Linked DNA regions of Mus musculus: region 1 is linked to region 2. A link is a contact called in public HiChIP or PLAC-seq data. All regions are on one chromosome and are shown on one strand. The core of a region is the stretch at or near the end of the contact, and the rest is flanking DNA. Distances in the headings are between cores, read along the strand shown.

The links. HiChIP or PLAC-seq counts read pairs in DNA pulled down with a chosen protein or histone mark.
Region 1: a contact with region 2 is called in an H3K27ac HiChIP or PLAC-seq map of large pre-B cells, with 4 times the contacts expected there. The contact joins two enhancer-like sites. A contact is called at or near these places in 2 of 39 promoter capture datasets (the C10 cell line and pre-B cells) and 1 of 115 datasets of contacts at active chromatin or transcription factors (large pre-B cells).

The regions. Positions count from the first base shown.
Region 1 is chr7:76,458,453-76,464,400 of GRCm38.p6, reverse strand. The region is part of intron 17 of Agbl1 (ATP/GTP binding protein-like 1); the gene reads right to left. Among named protein-coding and RNA genes, the nearest start is that of Gm30774, 93 kb to the right of the region's middle. Within about 2 kb of position 1,485, at least 32 of the 459 cell types and tissues checked have an H3K27ac peak or open chromatin away from gene starts, as enhancers often do.
Region 2 is chr7:75,290,946-75,297,540 of GRCm38.p6, reverse strand. The region is part of intron 1 of Sv2b (synaptic vesicle glycoprotein 2 b); the gene reads left to right. Among named protein-coding and RNA genes, the nearest start is that of 1500012K07Rik, 14 kb to the left of the region's middle. Within about 2 kb of position 1,875, at least 41 of the 459 cell types and tissues checked have an H3K27ac peak or open chromatin away from gene starts, as enhancers often do.

The DNA of each region.
Region 1 (5,948 bases), core at 236-2,735, 1.2 Mb before region 2:
ACCAATTTACTTACCTATAGGTCTTCTAATCTTTCCCACCTCCTTCAACTAGTTTGAGAGGAGGAGGGACTCTTAATCTTTCTTTAATTGACATGACCTGGTCAAAACTGGATGCAACAAAGGCCTACTCAACTGGCCTCAGTGCCACAGAGTGTGAGGTGTTTGTGTTAAGAGAGTAATATTTTATATGTAAGTCCTCATTTTTTATGTGTGCAGAGATGCATGAGAAAAAAAACAAATTGAAGGTGGTTTGGGTGTGTTTTGCAGACTCTCTTTTATATAGTCTCGAGGAAAAGTGAGACAGTGCTTTGATACCTTTTGGATTTTCAACTACAGTTTCTCTGACGTTTTATCAATATGACAGTACCATGCCTATGGAGTTTATATGGGGTACATTGTGTGGATAAGTCTACCTATGATAAATCCTCTCTTCTCTGTGCCTCCACTTTACTTACTTAGTTTCCTCTTCTGTTTCAGTGTACCTTATTGTGGTGATTTGAATAGAAATGACCCTCATGGGCTTCTGTATTTGAATGCTCAGTTGTTAGGCAGTGGCACTCTCTGTGAATGATTAGAAGGGTTAGGAGATGTGACTTTGTTAGAGTAGATATGGCCTTGTTGGAAGAAGTGTATCTCTGGGGGTGGGCTTTGAGGTTTCAAAAAGTCCATTCCATGCCCAGTCTCTCCTTCTCTGCCTATGGATGAGGATGGAGCTCACAGCTACTGCTCCAGTATCTGTTTGCATGCTGTATACTCCCCACCAGGATAATAATGGACTAACCTTTGAAATTGTAAGCAAGGCCCCAACTAATGATATCTATTATGAATGTTCTTGGTCATGGTGTCTCTTCACAGCAACATAATAGTGACATAAGACACAGTTCTATTATAATGACCTGTTTACATAACTTTTAGACACACACACACACACACACACACACACACACACACACTCCCAACAGACTATGAGCATGTCAATGGCAAAAGATGGAATAATATTGGCTTTGTATTCCTGCTGCCTAGCATGACTCTGTGCCCTGTTTGTTTGGAATAATGAAAACCCCAAGGCAAGAAAAGCATACACTCCAGGGTCTCTAATTCTAACTCTTTTTATTTAAGATGTTCAAAGAGACATAACAGTATGTTCTGACAATTATTCTGTGTCACTCAAAGCTTTGTCAACGACTGCACACCCCATTGAGGATAAAAGAAGCAGGCTCAGTAGGAGGCTGGAGGTCTGAGGTCTAGCCCTGCCTCTCCTCCCCCTTAGCTAAGCGACTCAAAGTGGACCATTTCCACTCTCTAAGACTCCAGTTTCTCCATAGCATTGCTTGGTTGCACATGCCTTTGGGAGGTTTCAAAATAAAGCCATGCAGAAATTTCCGAGATTGAGAGGCTTTTCACTTGACTTGAGTTTCTGTTTTACATTGCCTCTATTGTCACTCTTAGCTCTCCCTCAGAGAAAGCTCTGTCCTCCATACCAGATCATGCATCTCACAAACAGACAAAGGCCAGAGAGGGTGGAAAATGATTTGCAAAGAAGCCAAAAGGGGAAGTCTGTAACCGTGTATTTTTCCACTCGGTTCTAATTTAAAACCACTTACAAGTGACAACTCCCAACCCGAGGCAGGTGCCTTGTGGTAGCTCATTACACCCTTGGGACCTCATGTAAATCTTTTTTTTTTTTCTCTGAGAACAGCTATTGTCTTCCAAGGAAAAGCTTTTAGCATAATGGCAGACTGAATAGAACATTGCTTTTGTAAGAACAATTTTAAGCAAAAGAAAAAAGGGAAAGGTATTCTTTAACAACCACAAGTGCAGCCTCCTCAGCTCCCTCCACCTTGGCTCCCCGGAAAGAACAGCATGCTAACTGTGGGAGACCCAGGCAGTAGAGTGAGATTATCTCAGCTCCAGAGACATAGAAAGGTTATGCTCTGCTCTTTTAGCTATAATAAGTGCAGAGTGGCGGTGCCTCAGTTGCAAAAATAGCATAGCCACCCCCTCATGCACCTTTGTTGTTTCTTGGCTTCTCACCATCCACTGGGGCAATAGTGACTCTGCAAGAGAATAGGACTTGCTTAGGAGAGGATCAGATGCCCTGCCTAGAAGAGGTCTGTAGAGCAACAATTCCCTCTCATAGTTCTCTTACAGTCAAGAGAATGTCATAAGGACACACACATATGTGTGTGTGCACAAATATGTATATATGTTTGTATGAGTACAATTTGGTCAAAAAGTTTCTGAGAAATAAGAAACACTCATTACAGAATGTAAATCTATAGGATAAAATGGGTCAATTTTCTCCATGCAGAAATGGATCCTTCAGAATATGATATTATGGAGGCAATGTAGAGAAAGTAGAAGGTTAGCAAAATGCTGCCCATCTTTAATAAGTAGTATGTGGTTTGATCGTACACATTTCTTAGGAAATTTCTCCTGAAACAGCAAGAAAAGGATAGGATGTTGGAGAATATGGATTGATGATGGTCTGGAGTCTCCTTCTCAAGTGACCACTTCCCATTCTCCTGGCTAAAGGCTGGATATGAGCTTTCCTTGGCTGCCATCTGCAAAATGGAGATGAAGGCAAGAAGTATGGGGGTGGGGGTAAAGGTATTAAGTAAGAACCATTATCTTTTAGAGGCATGAGGCCTGTAAACTCTACAATGGGTTGGGTTAGGCAGGTCAGATGTTGAAGGTTTCCTAGACAACTTAACAAGAGCATTTGTCAGAGGTATTTACTGGTTTTTTTAAAAAATGTTTTCTCTTTGTTACTTAATTTTCAATAAGTTTGGTTTGTTTGGTCTTTTGGATAATTTTCTAAAGAGAACGAAGGCAGAGAGTTCAGTGGGCAAATGGGTGAGGAGGGTCTGGAAGGAGTTTGGTGAGCAGACACCATGATCAGAATATAGTATATGAAAAAAAAATTTTCAATTTAAAAAAGCAACAAGGCAGACTTCAGAGTAAGGTGATGGCCTAGAGCTATGTTGGAGTAAGCAAATGAGCATAGCTAGAGAAACAGATCAGGGCAATGTCTAAGTAAACTTCCTCTCCTATCAGACCCACCAACTTCCTCTACCATCAGACCTACCAACTTTCTCTACCATCAGGCTGGACTTCTTGCTTGGAACCACACTACTCAAAGCAGCTGCTGACATAACTGCAAAATCCAGCAGAATCTGAAGTAATAGCAAACCTGTGGAATGAGCTCTAGCAGGAAATCGACACACGCTCTACTGGTAGGGATTTATAGCACCCAACAGGAACCAGTAAAACTATAGGAACTAAACAAAACCTCGGAACAATGCTTTGGGTATGACACGCCCCTCTTGCTGGTAGACCAACGGTATTACCTCTCAACCATAGCTGTGGGGTGAAAAAAACACTTGCCTTGTCTGTCCTCAGCTAGTCGCTCACCATCACCCACACACACCCCCAAAACACCTCCATATAAAAGTGAAGGAAGAGAGGAGCACAGGTCAAAATCAGCATCCAGCATATCACAGGCCAGGACTAGGAAAACACAACAAACCCACTGAGGAAATGAAATCAACACCCAAGTCAGTGTCTCCATTATCTCATTTCTGCTCTCAGCTGTCCTTCCAACTGCAGGGATTCCTCCCCCACAAAACACCCTAGGTCAATGCAGCAGGTTCACTCTACCTCCTAACATTCTCATCTCTTACCATTTACTTGTCCCTGTGCGACTTTATGTCCAGCCCCTGCCCCTTTTTTGACTTTCTGTTTGTTTTTCCTTTCTTCTTTTCCCATATGCATGCATTATTGTTATACCTCACAAAGTCCAGATTTATGATTTATGATATACTAGCCTGATTTACTATATACAATACATGATTCTACCACCTCCCTTTATGGTATATTGTTAAACAAACACTCACAGTCTCCACCCTATATTTTTTCCTTTGCTTCTATTATCCCCACTCCTGTGTGTATCCCTTTCCTAATGTCTGCTTTTGTCTTTTCCTTTCCACTCACGCCACAATAACTAAAGTACTGGCATACATAGTAGTACTATTGGATCCCTTTATTCCCTAAACAAATAAGAACGTAACAAATGTCTACTAGTTACCTGCCACCCTGTTATAAGAGTAGGTTAATGGCTGGTTAGTACCTGCTTTTGAAGACAGCACTCAACTCCCAGAAATAGAGTGAAAATCCAACCTGACCTCTGGAACACCAGTCTAACAGAGGAAAACATTACAATTGGACTACAATCTGATCTCTCATGAACACTGGAAATGCCCCCACTGAATAAAGAGGGGTAACTTCAAATACATCTGAAACAAAATAGCCAGGCATGGTGGTGGCATGTGCCTTTAGTTCCAGCATGGAAGAGACATAGACAGGCATATCTCTGTGAGTTTGAACTGTATTTAGTGTACATAGTGAGTTCTAGGACAGCCAAGGCTACATAGTGAGACCCTAGCTCAATTAATCAATCAATCAATCAATCAGTAATAAAGAAGCCCCAAATGACAACTATCTTAACCAATGATCTAACCAGATGACTAGTTCCCAGGAAATACATACAATTATAGTCACACAACACACACACATAATATAAAAACCAAGACAAACTATTACCTCCCAAAATTACTAATCCCATAGCAAAGCCCCCTGATAAAAGTATCTTACATGTAGTTCCAGATACAGAATTCAAATAAATCATTATAAATGTAGTCAAGTAATTCAGAGTACACATGATCATTTTCCAAGAAACAAACACAAAGAGATTAATGGAAAAAGAGCAATCAACTCATTATATGAAATGAAGTCTAATAAAGAGAGAAATACTGAAGAAAAAGCAAACCAAACTAGTGAAAAGCAAATGACAAGTCAGATAAAAATATTATTGGAGAGCTCACCAATATAACAGACTTATATGTAGCACATAATATAATAGTTTGGGGAAACATAGATATACAAAAAAGGAGAATCATTTAATTCAACAAGCATGGAAAATATTTTAGTAAAACCATAGGTAAAAAATTTACAAACGTAAAGAAAAAGAACTCCAACAAGATATAAGAGGCATATAAGATGCTGAATCACTAGAACCAGCATAGAAACTCAAATAACTTATTATAGTTAAAACACAGAATATACAAAGCAAAAAGAGGATATATTGAAAGCTGCAAAAGAGAAAGGTTAAATCACATACACAAGCAGACCAATCAAAATAATTGCTGATTTTTAATCAAAAAATTCAAAAGCAAGGGCTTGAAATTATGTATTTCAAATTCAGAAATATCACAACTATCAGATCCAGTCTGACATACCCAACAGAGCTATCAGGACTGAAGGTGAAAGAAAAACTCTCTATGAGATCTAAAAGAGCTATGACAATCAAGTTGCTCCTGAAGATGATACTGGACAGACTACTTTAGACTTAAAAGAATTGTGAACACATTCAAGAGACTGAGATAGAGGGAAAAAATGATTCTAAGACACTGGCTTAAAAGTGATAGGGACACTAACTCACCCATAAAACTTTTGACCCAAAATGTATCCTGTTGACAAGAATGCTGGACAGGGAAGGAGGAGCGCAGAGACTGAGAAAATACCCAACCAATAACCAGCACTTGAGACCCATCCTATAGGCAAGCACCAGTCCCTGACATTATTAATGACAGTCTGCTATGCTTGCAGATAGGAGTCTAGCATGGCTGCCCTCTGAGAGGCTCCACCCAGCAGCTGACTCAGACAGATGCAGACATACATGGCCAAACAGTGGATGGACCTTGGAGACTCTTATAGAAGAATAGTAAGAAGGATTGCAGCCAGAAGTGGATAGGAACTCCATAGGAAGACCAACAAGCTCAACTAACCTAGGCCTTGGAGCTCTCAGAGACTGAATTACCAACCAAAGAGCATATATGGGCTGGACCTAGACCTCCCTGCACATATGTAACATATGTCTAGCTCAGTCT
Region 2 (6,595 bases), core at 626-3,125:
GACTGGCCACTGTAAGATCTGCTTCCTGGGCTTGTGGGAGAACCCTGAAGGAGATGATGGTATGGAGTACCGAGTGATGCACACAGCTTACAACAGGAGCATTCCCATTGGTTTCAGAGTTGAGACTGCCATCTTGGCTGCTTTCTTAGGTCAGATGTCTGACGTGGTTGCTGGCACATGGTGCATGTATGCTTTATTTATTTAGTGCTAGACATGGAGAACCTTGAGTGTGTGTGTTTCAAAGGAGGATCAATGAACTCTGGGTTGGAGAATTTAGGAAGGCAGTGGAGGGACAAGGAGAAGATCCTGACAATCTCACCCCTTAGCTTTTAGGAGCTGATTAAACTATGAGTTTACTAACAGCCAAGAGAGAAAGAACATAAGATGAGAAGCCAGTTTGAGAGAAGGCGGGGTGTATTCTGTGTCTCATGTGTTCTTGGGGTCGCTCTATATTTGGATGGTGACTGTCTTAGCTGAGGTTAATCCTCTTTGTTCCAGTCATCAGCCAAGGGATTAACTGCTTTAAACTCAAAGCTTTAGTGGCCCCACAATGTGAGCTTTGTTTTGCCGATGCCCGAGATTCAGGGGGTCAATTTCTGCTGAGCTAACACACAAGGCCCCTTTGTGGGCATTGGTCCTAGTTCCTTCGTGCTAGGGAGAAAGAGACGGAGGGGCTAAGAGGGGAAGTGATTTACTACTCCTGGGCAGATTTACGACCCAGAATTCCTGGCTTGAAATTCTCTACTTTGTACTGCCCTGGACTTCTGTGAAGGAGTTAGGTCAAGAACCATTGCTGAGTGAGCAGAGCAGTGACTCTATGGGAAGAGCCTTCACTGGTGTGAATCCCTTACTGTGTTCTAGCAACGTCTCAGTATGTCGATGAACAATCTAGGCGGCTGCCTCACTAATAGATAAGCTGTTTGGAAGCACACAGAAGGGACAACCTCCACCATGATTTTTTTTTTCTAGGTTTGTTGTGATTAAGATTCATCTCTGGGCTAAGAAAACTCTGCCTGGCCTAGTTGGGACCCACACCTACACCAAAATGTCAAAATGTGAAAAGCCCAAATTGCCTGTGGTGAGAATAGGGGGGGACGTTCTTCAAAGGAAGCTACCTAAGAAGAGCACATGGTTGCTAGGTAGGCAAACCCCACAGATATTTGCCACACTGAGCAGACTCCTTCAGCTGCAGTAAAGTTCATGGAACATTAGCTTCGTGGGAGAGCATCGTAGCCTTCCAGAGTCTGGCCATTTTCTCCAGCTCTCCTCCATTACTTAGGAGCTGAAGTGTTCACAGCTATCTTGCTTACTCTAGGATTGCATTAAAAAACTAAAATGCACAGAAGCAAAAAAAAATGCAGATTTCCTCCCTAAATTCCTTTACCTGTATTATGTATGTACATTGTATGCATGTATGTATGTACATATGTTTGTTTGTATGTATTTACTGTTTATTGATGGCCCATTGTGCCAGATGCTGGAATTAGTGGCAGGCAGAGAAGATGTGATCCCTGTTCTGAGGGGGTATATCACAGCTTAGTAAGTTGTAAGGCATCTTTGCCTATGTATATAAAACACACACAAACATTCTTAATATTAATTGTTTATCCTGTTGTTCAGTATGGCAAGCTTATTTATAACTAGATGCTTGATTACTATGCATCAGGGTGCTGACCCCACTCAAAGGAAGAGGAGTGTCTGCATCACACTGAGTTACTTGGCGGATGAGCATGACTTTGCACATTCTCCCTGGACGTAAGAGTACATTGGCAATGGAAGAGTAAAACTCCATCCTGGGACCATGCTGCTTGCCACTCTGTCCCTCTGAGGCTGGGAGAGTGGGTGGCCCTCATTTGTGCTGCTTCTGTTTGCAGGCTGTGAATGGGAGCTGGCACTGCAGGCTGCTTTGTTGTTGTGCGGTGATGTTTGAACACGGGGCAGCATATTGCTTTGCTATTATCAATTTATTTGTGTAATCCCAGCAGCTGGCAGTGGTATAATAACTTTCAAGTGAGAAAAAAAAAACCCTATTTGCTTAGAGAGAATAAAAATAGACAGAGAATGAGGTATGTCACAGATGACAGAATTCACAACGGCAGGATTTTTCTGTGGTTAGAATTCCCAGTGGGGTTTTCAAAGTGCAGAGAAGGGTCATGCTTTTGGAAGGGAAGCCTGTCTTGTCTTCTTTGCATGCACCAACAGAGCTAGAAAAATGGCTTTAGCTCTTGGGATTTGCTCAGGCTGTTGCTGGTGGGGACAAGCAGCCCTGCCTGAGACTGAATCCAGTAGAGTACAGACTTGGGTAGTAAAGTGCCATCCTTTGCCCTTTCCACCTCGTTGTTCTTCCCCTATGGTATGATGTGTTGAGTCTTCAGAAATATGGCCTTATTATCAACTAGTCCTGATGGGCAGCCAGAAGCAATGTCAGAAGCCTATATTAATTTAGAGACCTCTGGGGTCTTACTGACCAACAATTCAGAGGGAGGGGCCCCATGCCTACCACTGGGATTCTTGTTCAACAATCTGTGGCTTTTGGGAGGAGAATTATCCACCTGTGCAGGGTGCTTAACTTCAAGCTTCCTTTTGTTAAATTATGCTTTTAATTAGCTCTCCATATGGGTTTCAGACATCTGAAGCTTTGGCTAACTCTCCCAATCCCTCTCCTTTCCCTATGCCTGTTTAAATCTTCCCACCTCCAGAGACCTCTCTCCCTATAGTGATATCACATGTGCTATCTTCCCTCCCTTAAGAACCTCATTTAATCTTCTTTTTCTAGTTTTCTTGCCACCATATACACTCCAAATTAAACACACAAATCTGAAAATGTGACAGGAGGATTTACATTTGAGAGAGAACATTTTTTATTATTGTTGTTGTTTTGCTGAGTCTGTGTTAGCTCACTTAATATTTTCCATATATATATATATATATGTGGGAGATATATATATATATATATCTCCCACATATTTTATGCTTTTGTTATTTATGGCTGAGTATCATTTCATTGTGTACATAGAGAACACATTTTCTTTTGAAAAACTTTTTATTGATTCTTTGTGAATTTCACATCCTTCACCCCAACCCCACTCACCTCCTTGTCTCTTCCTATGCGCTCTTTGCCCTTGCTACCTCCCCACCAAAAGAAAAAATATCCTCCTTGTGGAATCTGTAGTGTGTGACAACAGTGTGTCCCACACCATATCTGTTTGTCCACACTTCTTTACTTGCAAATATTCATTGCAATGAGTCACTGGTCTGGTTCAAGACCTCTGTTTCTGCTACACCATCAATACAGGATCCTCACTGAGATTCCTATTGGATACCCTGCTGTTGCCCTGTGTCATGGAGATCCTGCAGCTTTGGATCTGTAGGACCAGCCCCTTCACACACTCCAGCAGTTCATAGAAAAACCCATTTTCTTTATCCATTTGTGCTGGCTAGACACAAACTAGAGTTGTCTGAGATGAGAGATTCTCAATCTAGGAATTACCGACATCAGACTGGCCCGTGGCATGTCTGTGGGGCATGTTATTGATTATTGAGCTGGGCACGCTCAGCCTACTGTGAGCGGTGCTGTCTCTAGGCAAGTGGGCCTGAGTTGTATAAGAAACCAAGCTGAACATGCCGTGGGGAGGAAGCAATACACAGTGCACCTCTGTGGTCTCTGCTTTTGTTCCTCCTGGCTCCTGTTGTGACGTTCTGCTTTGGCTCCCCTCAGTGATGGACCGTGAAGCCTAAGGCAAAGCAAGCCTTTTCCTCTCCACATTGGTTTCAAGCCGTCTTTTAATACAGTGATGAAGAGCTTACTAAGCTTACTAAGCCATTCATTCATCTGTTGATGGACAGTTTGGCTGGTTCCATCTCCAGTGCTGTGGCAATGACCACACATCAACAAATGCTCTGGGGTAGGATACAGAGTCACTCTACTTTGTCTGCCTCTGAGATTCCTTTAAGATTTTTTTAAGAGATAGCAAAACTGGTCCTGGTGCACCCAGGTCTCTGTAAGAACAGGGCTCTCAAGGGAAGGTTGATTCTTTGGCATCTTCACCTATAGCAAGTCCTTGCTCAAGGATACAGATGCTTTGCTGCACAAAGCCTGGCGATGGGCCTGTGAGAGAGTCCCTCGTAGACATTGCAGGTACTTCTAGGAAGGGAGTCAGGACAATGACTTGTCCTTGGAAGCCTGCTGATCTGTAATAATATAAGAATAAAATGACTACTCAAAAGAGGTCTTGACATTGGACTTGCAAACTTTATATGCCCCAACACAGGGAAATGCCAGGGCCAAAAAGTGGGAGTGGGTGGGTAGGGGAGTGGGGAGGGGAGGGTATGGGGGACTTTTGAGATAGCATTGGAAATGTAAATGAGGAAAATACCTAATAAAAATATTAAAGAAAAGAGGTCTTGGCATGTCCCCTGACTTTGGACCATGAAGACATAGAGTGTACATTTAGCTTGAAAATTGTTGTGGACAGATAGCTTAATGGAGAGTCCATACCCACAGGGGAAGATGGGTAATAGTGCTAAATAAATTGTTTCTTTTGGCTTCGATGAGGGCTTGAGAAGTGCAAGGAAAAAGCCTAATAGTTAGGGTAGGAGCAGAAGCCCTAGGAATGCTTCAACAGTAGCTGAATCCTAAAGAGGGGACTTGTCTAACCTTAGCTGAGATGCTCATAGGCACTGAAGAGGGCCAGCACAGTGTGGCCCTAGGAAAACTACCTACAGACAAGCCATCAGCATCAGAGAGCCAGTGTAAGTAACAACAATACCAGAAAGGAACTTCTCCCTGTTACAATTATAATTATTATTGTTACTGGTATATTTCACTTAGTTTTCAAGTGGGAATGTGATGCTAAATCTACCTCCTCTACCTCTGGCTTTTCTTCATGGCTCTGTCTTGCTCCCCTTTAGCCCTGTGTGGAGCCTTATATTATTTTATATACTGGTTAATGAGCTGTCTGCACAAAGGCAGGACCTGGGGGTGTGGGCGTGCTGACTGATCTGCTCGGGGATCCTGGCTCTTATTCTTAATCCACAGCTTCTGTCTGGCTTGTAGCAGATGGAATCCCCTGCAGGATGCTCAGGCCAGTTGCTCTACTTTTTAGAACAAGGTAGAGACCAAAATACATAAATAAAATGCAGGCAGGGAGCCTATCTTTGCAATGAACAAAAGGTTGACATTTCTGGGAGAGCAAGCTTTCCCCAGTGGTAAGAGCTGTCTTTCTAAAGATAAATCCTTTTCTAATTTGACAATCTCTCAGCCTTTGAGAGGAGATTAGATGGCTAACGTGGATGAAGAAATAAATTAAGATGTATCTAAGGCACTTCACAGCTATGGTGAGCAATTTACTTGTTCTCATGCTTAGGTCTAAGCTGCCCAGTGACCTGCCTGGATTTAGCAAATGACTAACCCAACTTCTGGCTCTGGTAATTATAAACTGATGGACCTTCCCTGAAGTGATCTATCCCAGTTTTTGTGTTGGTAAGGGATTAGGAAATGACCCATGTTTATTGGTGAAGTCAGTGAGGATTCCAGTTCTCTACCCAGGTAGCTGCTTTCTTTATGATGATTATTTCTATGACTGGAAAAATATTTGTTGTGGAAGCAGATTTGGTAAGTGGGAAACCTTGAGACACAGGTCTCCATTTGTGCTGTTAAGTGGCTTTCTGAAAAGCTCATTCCAACGGATGGCCGGTGATGGGAGGGCTGCTCCCCTCACACTCTCATGTTCACAGCGACTATGATCATGAAAGTGAGCACCTGAAATTTAAAGAGGCAAAGCCATACTCTGCTGAAGTGCACAGGTCCCAGTTCTGTCAGAAATCTCTTCTCCCCACCACTCCCGTCCCCACTGCTCCTGACTCAGAAACCCATTCGCTGATTGAGTATTCCCAATGGGGACATCTGAAGTTTGAAATCCTGTAAAACTGAAAGCTCTTTGAGTCCCAACATGACACCTTAGGTGGAAAATTTCATGTCTGTGTGTGTGCTTTCTGTGTGCTTAATGTGGGCTTTATGTGTGACAGGATGTAATAAAAAGTACAGGTGTGCTAAGATTACTGTATGAAATTGCCTTTAGGCTGTGTGTACATGGTACATATAACTGGATTTTGTGTTTAGGCTTGGGCCCCTTCCCAAAGGCATACTATTATATATATGCAAATAGTAAAACATCTGAAAAAAACACTAGAACTCTAAAATAGTTTATTATTACCACTATTATTATTATTATTAATTATTATTATTTTGGTTTCTCTGTGTAGCCTTGGCTGTCCTTGAATTCACTCTGTAAACCAGGCTAGCCTCAAATTCAGAGATCTGCCTGCCTCTGACTCCTAAGTTTTGAGGTTAAAGGAGTGCACCACCAAACCTGACTTTTGAAATAGTTCTTGTGGAGAAGGGATATTCTCCAACCTCTATTTATGTTAATATTTTAAAAGTAAAGTGTTGTTGACTTCTGTTGACTTCAGGAGTCTGGTCTGAAGACTATTTTCAATGTTTTTTCCTAAGACTTCCCTCTGCTGTGTTCTATCTGCCCTCTCTTGTCTTGTTGATAAATGTCTCATAAATTGAAGGTGTTGTAGATGCAGGTCA